Linked DNA regions of Mus musculus: region 1 is linked to region 2. The links are chromatin contacts, called in public promoter capture Hi-C maps. All regions are on one chromosome and are shown on one strand. The core of a region is the stretch at or near the end of the contact, and the rest is flanking DNA. Distances in the headings are between cores, read along the strand shown.

Region 1 (3,599 bases), core at 843-3,342, 320 kb after region 2:
AGCGCTCCTTTAATCCCAGCCTCCAGGCTGAGGCAAGCAGATGGTCTGTAAGTTCAAGATCAGCCTGGTCTACACAGCAAGATCCAGGTCTACACAACAAGATCCAGGTTAAGAAGCGAGCCCTGTTTTAAACAAACAAACTATTATTTATTTAAGTATAAATATTTAAATCAAACAATAACTTTAAAGTTTTTAAGATACATGAAAGGCAAGCAGGACAGCAATGCCTGCAATCCCAACACTCACAGAAGTCTGAGACAGGATTGCCACCATATCAAGGTCAGCCTGGTCTCCATAGTGAATACCAGACCAACCTGGGGCTGGAGAGATGGCCCAGCAGTTGAGAGCACGCACTGCTCTTCCAGGAGACCTGAGGTCAGCTGCTAACACCCATGCCGAGCAGCTCACAACTGCCTGTAACTCCAGCTGCAGGGACCACCCCGGGACCCTCCACAGTACACATGCGGAAATCAGAAGCAACCCTCAGGAGTCAGCTCTCACTACTATGTGGGTCCCAGGGATCAAACTGGGGTCGTTGGGCTTGGAGGCTGGCATCTTTACTGGATGAGCCATCTTGCTGCCCTGTGGTTTTTATAATTTTGTACACAGAAGCTCTAAGCATATCTGAAAAGACAAATCAACGAAACGGTGCTCCATTTGGCATCGCAAGAGTCTAAGATCAGGGTCAGCAAGATGGGTCAGCAGGTCACAGTGTGTGGAGGTAACAATAAACATTAAAAAAAAAAAAAAGACAAAAACCACAACAACAAAGAACTGTGTCCCCTCACTAACACTAGCCGCTGTTGGCGGATGCCTCCCCAAATCAACGCCCACCTTCTTCGTTGCTAGCAGAACCTTGACACTGTTTAGGTATCAAACCCACTTGCACAGACTTGGCAAAGATGCAATCCAGCCAATGAGCTGGGGGGATGGGAAGAGAAGGGGAAAGGTAGGATGGGAGAAGGCACTCCAGGAAGCGTGTCTGTGCTAGTCAGCATAGGTCAGCTGCTGTAACAAACACACCCCAGACCTCTATAGCTTAACACAGTGCTAGTCAGCATAGGTCAGCTGCTGTAACAAACACACCCCAGACCTCTATAGCTTAACACAGTGCTAGTCAGCATAGGTCAGCTGCTGTAACAAACACACCCCAGACCTCTATAGCTTAACACAGTGCTAGTCAGCATAGGTCAGCTGCTGTAACAAACACACCCCAGACCTCTATAGCTTAACACAGTGCTAGTCAGCATAGGTCAGCTGCTGTAACAAACACACCCCAGACCTCTATAGCTTAACACAGTGCTAGTCAGCATAGGTCAGCTGCTGTAACAAACACACCCCAGATCTCTATAGCTTAACACAGGCTATCCTAGCAAGCCCAACATAGACATTCTGGTTGGTGTCCAGCCTGAGGTGCTCCATCTCATCGGCAGGCCCAGGTCCTTCCATCCTGGAGCTCTGCCACCCTCAAATGAGGCCTGAATCGCTACGACCAGAAAAGCAGCGTGAGTGGCACCTGGTCAGATCAGGCCCCATGGTCACATGACCCTCTCAGCTGCAGAGAGAGCTGGGAAATGTCTTTCAGTCATGCCATAGGGAAGAAAATGAGTGTAATTAAAGCAAGAACTGAGCACTGCCTGGCAACAAGGCCCCATTGGTCCCTTCCTTCCATGCAGAGGACTCATCCAACTCTTACACTCTGAGAGTAAGGATTTTCATTGCTGTCACCAGACAGTTCCTTTGTACCAATGTCTTCACAGTTGACATGGGTGCTAGCGGGTCAGCCCCTCTCTGGAGTTTGTATAGCTTTGGCCAAAAGCCAGCTGCAAGAGTATGAACTGCCCTCCCGGGCATCTCTGTGAAGGGTCCCCAGTCTGGCCAGACAGGATGCCACCAGCCCTTGTCTTCTGATAGCTACAGAGTGAACTAACCATGAGATTCTTGTCACTGTTCAGGGGAAGAAAAGCAACAATCCAGGGGACCAGGGTCCCTTGCTCTTAGTGTGAGGACAGAGGCCTCTCTGATGGAGGACACACACAGCCCACAGAAAGGCTTTGGGGAACTCAAAACACACATTCCAGAATTTCAAACTCAATAGAGGAAGTGAAGAGACAGTGGCTACTCTGAAATCTGCATTTGGAAAGAGGAAATGGAGTGGAGAGCAAGACGAGAGAGAAGGGCAAACTTCAACAGAGACTCGAGGCTGGATCTGCCAGGACCAACCTTGGGAGCAGGCCAGTTTCTAAAGGGAGAGAAGAATGAGTGAGGAGAGATACAGTAACTTAGGAAACCCTAGAGTGGGGGCTGGGAACAGATCAGTGGGTAAGTGCTTGTCACACAAGTATGAGTTCAAACCCACATAGAAAAGAAGGGAGTGGGCATGCTCAGCCTGTAATTCCAGGAGTGTGCACGCAAAAGAAATACTAGCTCAGAAGAACAGCAGGAGTCTGGGGATCTTAAAAGGCCCCAGGCAAGGATGGAAGGATACAAAGAAAGAACACGTGTAGCCTAGGGCTGGATGGGCAGTGGAGACCCGGGTGAGACAAGTCTGCAGAGCTTGGAGGTTGAAGCACCTGGCCCTGGAGCTGCCTATCTTATTTGCGTATTTGCAACCTTGGAAGGGAACAGGGAGGGAGTTAGAGAGCAGCAGATCCAGAAGGGAAACAGAGCAGAAAACATTTACAAGTTCAAAATCAGACCCAAGTGGAACACTGAAAAGAGCTTAAGGTGGGGAGAGCAAGACCCAGCCACAGTGTGGTGACAAAGCAGGGGCACAGTTACGCTGCAGGGAGAATAGCACCCCTGAGATGTTACAGGAGATGCTCAAAACGCAGGGGGTCCTTCAGGGTCCTGGGAACGAACGGATGGCGCAGTAGATACACAACGATGTCAAGGGGCAGAGGGTGAGAGAGGGGAGGTGAATGTGTCCCCACGCTTTTTTCTCTTGAGGTGGTGTAGACAGAGGTGCTGAGAAATACATCAGGGGTTTGATGTTATCCTGGGAGCAGCAATATGGCTTAGTGGGTAAAGGGACCTGCAACCAAGCTTGATGACCTGAGTTCAAACCTCAGACCTCCATGGTGAAAGGAGAGAACTGACTCCCAAAGTGGTCTTCTGACCCCATGGTGCACGTACACAAAATAAATATGAGTCTGTTTTAGTATATTCATCCTAAATATACTTATATATTTTCATATATTCATCCTACCAGGAAAGAATTGGAAGTTTAAACAAGGTCAAGGTGCAGCATTGAGCATCCTCAGGAGTGCATCACGGTGGGTGGGGTGTAGCCCGAGAGCAAGCACATGAGAAAATGGCTGTCATGACACCTGCATGCAGCAGGGTTAGTGCCTGGGCCAGCATCTGGGGTGGTGGTGGCTGAGCCCTCAGCTTCCTGACTGAGACAGAAATAGCAGCTCTCTTGCAAGCTGGTTCCATGGAAGGAAGGGGCGAGGAGGAAGGACTTACCAGTAACACAAACTAGAGAGCTTTGCTCTGTGACAAACGTAAGCCCTCACAGTCTACAAGGGCAGGGGATGGAAGGCCCTTACCAACGTGAACGCTTCTGATACTCCACCCCTTCTGCCAAGCTGTACCGT
Region 2 (4,044 bases), core at 401-2,900:
GTAATTATGCAGCTGGTGTGTGTGTGTGTGTGTGTAAAGGAGGTAGATGGTAGACCTAGAAAAATGAGGCTCTTTGGCAGTGATGGCTCAGAACAAACACCATGGAGAAGAGCGGGCTGAGGAAGAAGACTTTAAATGGCTGTTTTGAAAGCCTTCAGTGAGAAAGTGCTATTTGAGCCAAGACGGAGGACAGGGCTGAGGCTGTAGCGTACTGATGAGGTGAGGTGAGGTGAGGTGAGGTGAGGTGAGGTGAGGTGAGGTGAGGTGAGGTGAGGTGGCTTGCCTAGCATGTATGAGGCTCTGGGTTTAGTCCCCAGCACTGTAGGAATAACTAGGACTTAGAGGAGTGTGGGGCTGGCCAGATTGCTCAGTGGTGAAAAGAGCCAGTCAGTTGCTGCAGGCTATTCGCTGGCTTCCACGTGTGCACCTTGATATGTATACACACTTGTGTGCAAAGAAAAAAATTGTACGGAAGGCAGAGGCAGGCGGATTTCTAAGTTCGGGGCCTGCCTGGTCTACAGAGTGAGTTTCAGCACAGCCAGGGCTACACAGAGAAACCCTGTCTCGAAAAACAAAAAAAACAAAAAACAAAAAAAAAACCATGTAAAAATTACTTTATGTGCATTGGTGTGAGGGTCTAGGTCAGATCCTCTGGGACTGGAGTGACAGACAGTTTTGAGATGACATGTGGGCGCTGGGAATTGAATCCAGGTCCTCTGGAAGGGCAGCCAGTGCTCTTATCCGCTAAGCCTTTTTCCAGCCCCAATAAATGTAATTTTCCAAAGAAGCTAGAAATCTGTAGGGAAGGCTCAGGAGAAGAGACGACAGGCGAACACAAGGGTCCTTAGGACAGACGCAAGTCTGCCTCCTCAGAGAGGCCGCTGGTGAGGTGTGATTGGCACTGAGGTCTTCATGGGCTCTCTTCTGCGGGTGGCCAGCAGCGGGGGTGCGGGCTGCAGCGGGCGTGCGGGCTGCAGTAAGAGTGAAGGAAGTGAGAGATGGTCTGGTTCTGCTGTTTTACAAGTGGAGCCAGCAGGGTTTCCTGGTGATGATTGAGAGGGAAAGGGGGTGGGGGCTGAGGGCGAAGCTTTTGACCTAGGTTGAAGGAAGGATGGAGCTGTCACCAGCTGTGAGTGACGGAGGAGTCTGCTCTGAAATTGGTTTTGCCACATTAAGTAAATTAAATGCCTGTCATCTCAGCATTCAAGCAGTTGAGGCTGGAGGATTACTGGAAGTTTGATGCTATAGTATGAGACCCATCTGAAAAGTCACATTTCCAAAGATGCCGATTCTCTGAGTGGGACCTTCCTAGTCCAGCTGAGAGAGCTGGAGCGCCCAGAAGCGTGGGCCAGGAAGCGGCTCTAACATTAGTGTGACCTGGTTCATGGGGCCAGCAGCACTGGGGAGAATGGAGAACAGCCTTATCTACAGCGCTCACACCAAGCCTGTATTGGTGCCCTGTGCCCCCTGGGCTTCCTGAGCCTCTGTTCTGACCCTTTCGGCAGAGGGCTTGCCAGACTTTGAACATGAAGAAGAGGAAATCATGGAGTTTTTCTTTTAGAGGAAACACCAGATGCAAAAGTATCAGCACCAGACTGCCCGAGGCCTAGCCAGATGCTAGCTGGGGATAGAGTGGGAGGAAGAGGGAGGGCAGAGGGCAGCACCGGAGGCGGGGCAGACACCGGCTTCCTCCCGGGGGCTCATTCTGGCAGGGGCACAAACAGAACCTGAGTCGCTGAAAGGAGGAGATTGCAGTGTTAACAGCCCAGTTCCTCAGATGAAGAAAGAGGCTCGAGTGGTCAGTCCCCTGAGGGCATGGGGGACTCCCCATAAGACAGCCATTCACCTGCCTCACAGGGTCAGAGCCCCACCTAGGTGCAGAAGGCAGGCCATTTGCTATTTGAAGTCTTTCCAGCTGCCAGGGCCTGTTTGTCCGTCTTTGAAAGGGACTGAACATACTCAAGCTGGGACCTGCCTCGGCTTCTGGTCTCCACACTGTCTGCCAGCGAGCAGACAGGTCGAGAGGTCGGGTGACTTGTTAAAACTACACAGAACCTAGAGTGGTGGCTTTTACCAGGAACCCTAGCACATGGGAGACTATGGCAGGAGACTATGGACTATGCTACAAACCCCAGGCTAACCTGGGCTACGGAGGAAGACTTCTGTGTCAAAACTACATGAGGGCAGGTACAGCAGCTTACAATCTCAGGGACCCACGTGATGGAAGGGGGACCAGCTCCGACAAGCTGTCTTCTGAATCTTTACATGTGTGACATGATGTGTATCTTCGCAGTCAACCAGTCGGTGTAAAGAAATGCTTTATTTACAATTGTTTTAAATTTAGTATCATTAGGAGGAAGAGGAGTAGTTTTGTTTGTTTGTTCAAGACAAGGTCTCTCTGTCTAGCCCTGGCTGTCCTAGAGCTCACTATGTAGACCAGGCTGACCTTAAACTCACAGAGATTCTCCTGACTATGCCACCCAAGTGCTGGATTAAAGGCATTATTGGGGGGGGGCGGGTAATACCCCATCTACTACAGTATACAAGTGGAGGTCAGAAGACACCGACCGTACAGGAGTAATTTTCCTGGGTATAGCACACGGAGCCCAGGAATTGAGTTCAGGTTGTAAGTCTGACGGTAGTAGATAGCTGTACCTAAGGAGCGATCCAGTCAGCCCAAGGAAAGGTAAAAAAGAATAAAGAAAAAAGGTGTGTGGTGGTGCTGGATCTGGTGGCTCAGGCTTCGAAGGTCAGCGCCTGGGAGGATTCAGCATGATCAGAAGTTTGAGAGCAGCTTGGATGACATGAACCTTGCTTTTCTCCAAAAACTTAAACACAAAAGTGGACTGGAAGGATGACTCAGTGGTTAGGAGCCATCCCTCCTCCCTTCCTACTCTTCCAGAGGCCCTGGATTCAGTTTCCATCGTCCACATGATAACTCACAGACACCTTTAACAGGGAATCTGGTGCAGTCTCACCTTTGCAAACATAAAATTAGTGCACATTACATACATGCATACACATACATGCATGCATGCATGCAAGCAAACATTCACATACACAAAAATAAACTTTAAAAAGTGAAACCCAAAACAAAAGAACAACCTCCCCCCAGCCCCCATAAGTGCCCAGGCTGAGGAGCCCAAGATGCCCACAGAGCCTCAGTTCCTTACAGCTCTTGCAGGCCGGCACACTGCTGAGCCTCCCTGAGTCTAGGGTCTCATCCATAAAGCCAGGAAAATGACAGTGACTACGTCACAGGGTTTAGTGGGTGCCTTGCCCATGGATGGCTCCCAGAACATATGCTGATCTTGACCCCTACAGGCGCTTTGCCCTGTCCACCAAGATTCCTGACACCAAAGGCTGCTTGCAGTGCCGTGTGGGTAAGAGCTGACTGTATGGGGCTGGGAGGGGTGCTGTGAGGCTGAGCCCCTGCCCACCACCTCCTCCTCCCTGCAGTTCGAAACCCCTATACCGGCAGTACGTTCCTGCTGGCCGCCCTGCCTGCCAGCCTGCTTCTGCTGCAATGGTATGAGCCACTGCAGAAATTCCTGCTGCTGAAGGTAAGAGACCAGAGGACCCTCGGGAGGGAGGCGGGAAGCCAGCAGAAGAAACAGCCAAGCCTCTCTGCTGTCCTCCAGAACTTTTCCAGTCCCTTGCCCAGCCCAGCGGGGATGCTGGAGCCGCTGGTGCTAGATGGGAAGGAGCTGCCACAGGTGTGTGTGGGCGCCGAGGGACCCGAGGGACCCGGCTGTCGAGTCCTGTTCCATGTCTTGCCCCTGGAAGCTGGCCTGACTCCAGACATCCTCATCCCTCCTGGTGAGCAGCAGAGCTGCAGGAGGGGATGCTTGAGAAGGTCAGAGGGGGGGGCTAGAGGCCCTTCAGTCCTGCCTCTTTCATCTGGCTTCCATGAAAGATTTCATGGACTAGCCTGGGCACAGTGGCACAGGCCTGTGATCCCTCTTTTGAGGCTGAAGCAGGAGGATGGCGTGAACCCACGAATAGATGCCAGCCTCGGTAACATAACAATCCAAAGCTTAAAAA

The links. Capture Hi-C pulls out chosen DNA fragments and counts their contacts.
Region 1: a contact with region 2 is called in a promoter capture Hi-C map of adipose tissue. A contact is called at or near these places in 2 of 39 promoter capture datasets (the 3T3-L1 cell line and the C10 cell line) and 1 of 9 other capture datasets (adipose tissue).

What each region holds. Positions count from the first base shown.
Region 1 is chr19:6,666,644-6,670,242 of GRCm38.p6, forward strand. No RefSeq gene overlaps it. Among named protein-coding and RNA genes, the nearest start is that of Gm32245, 100 kb to the left of the region's middle.
Region 2 is chr19:6,347,856-6,351,899 of GRCm38.p6, forward strand. It overlaps Map4k2 (mitogen-activated protein kinase kinase kinase kinase 2), which reads left to right. Exons shown (of 32, transcript NM_009006.3): 25 at 3,325-3,383; 26 at 3,460-3,563; 27 at 3,642-3,819. Among named protein-coding and RNA genes, the nearest start is that of Mir6989, 3.4 kb to the left of the region's middle.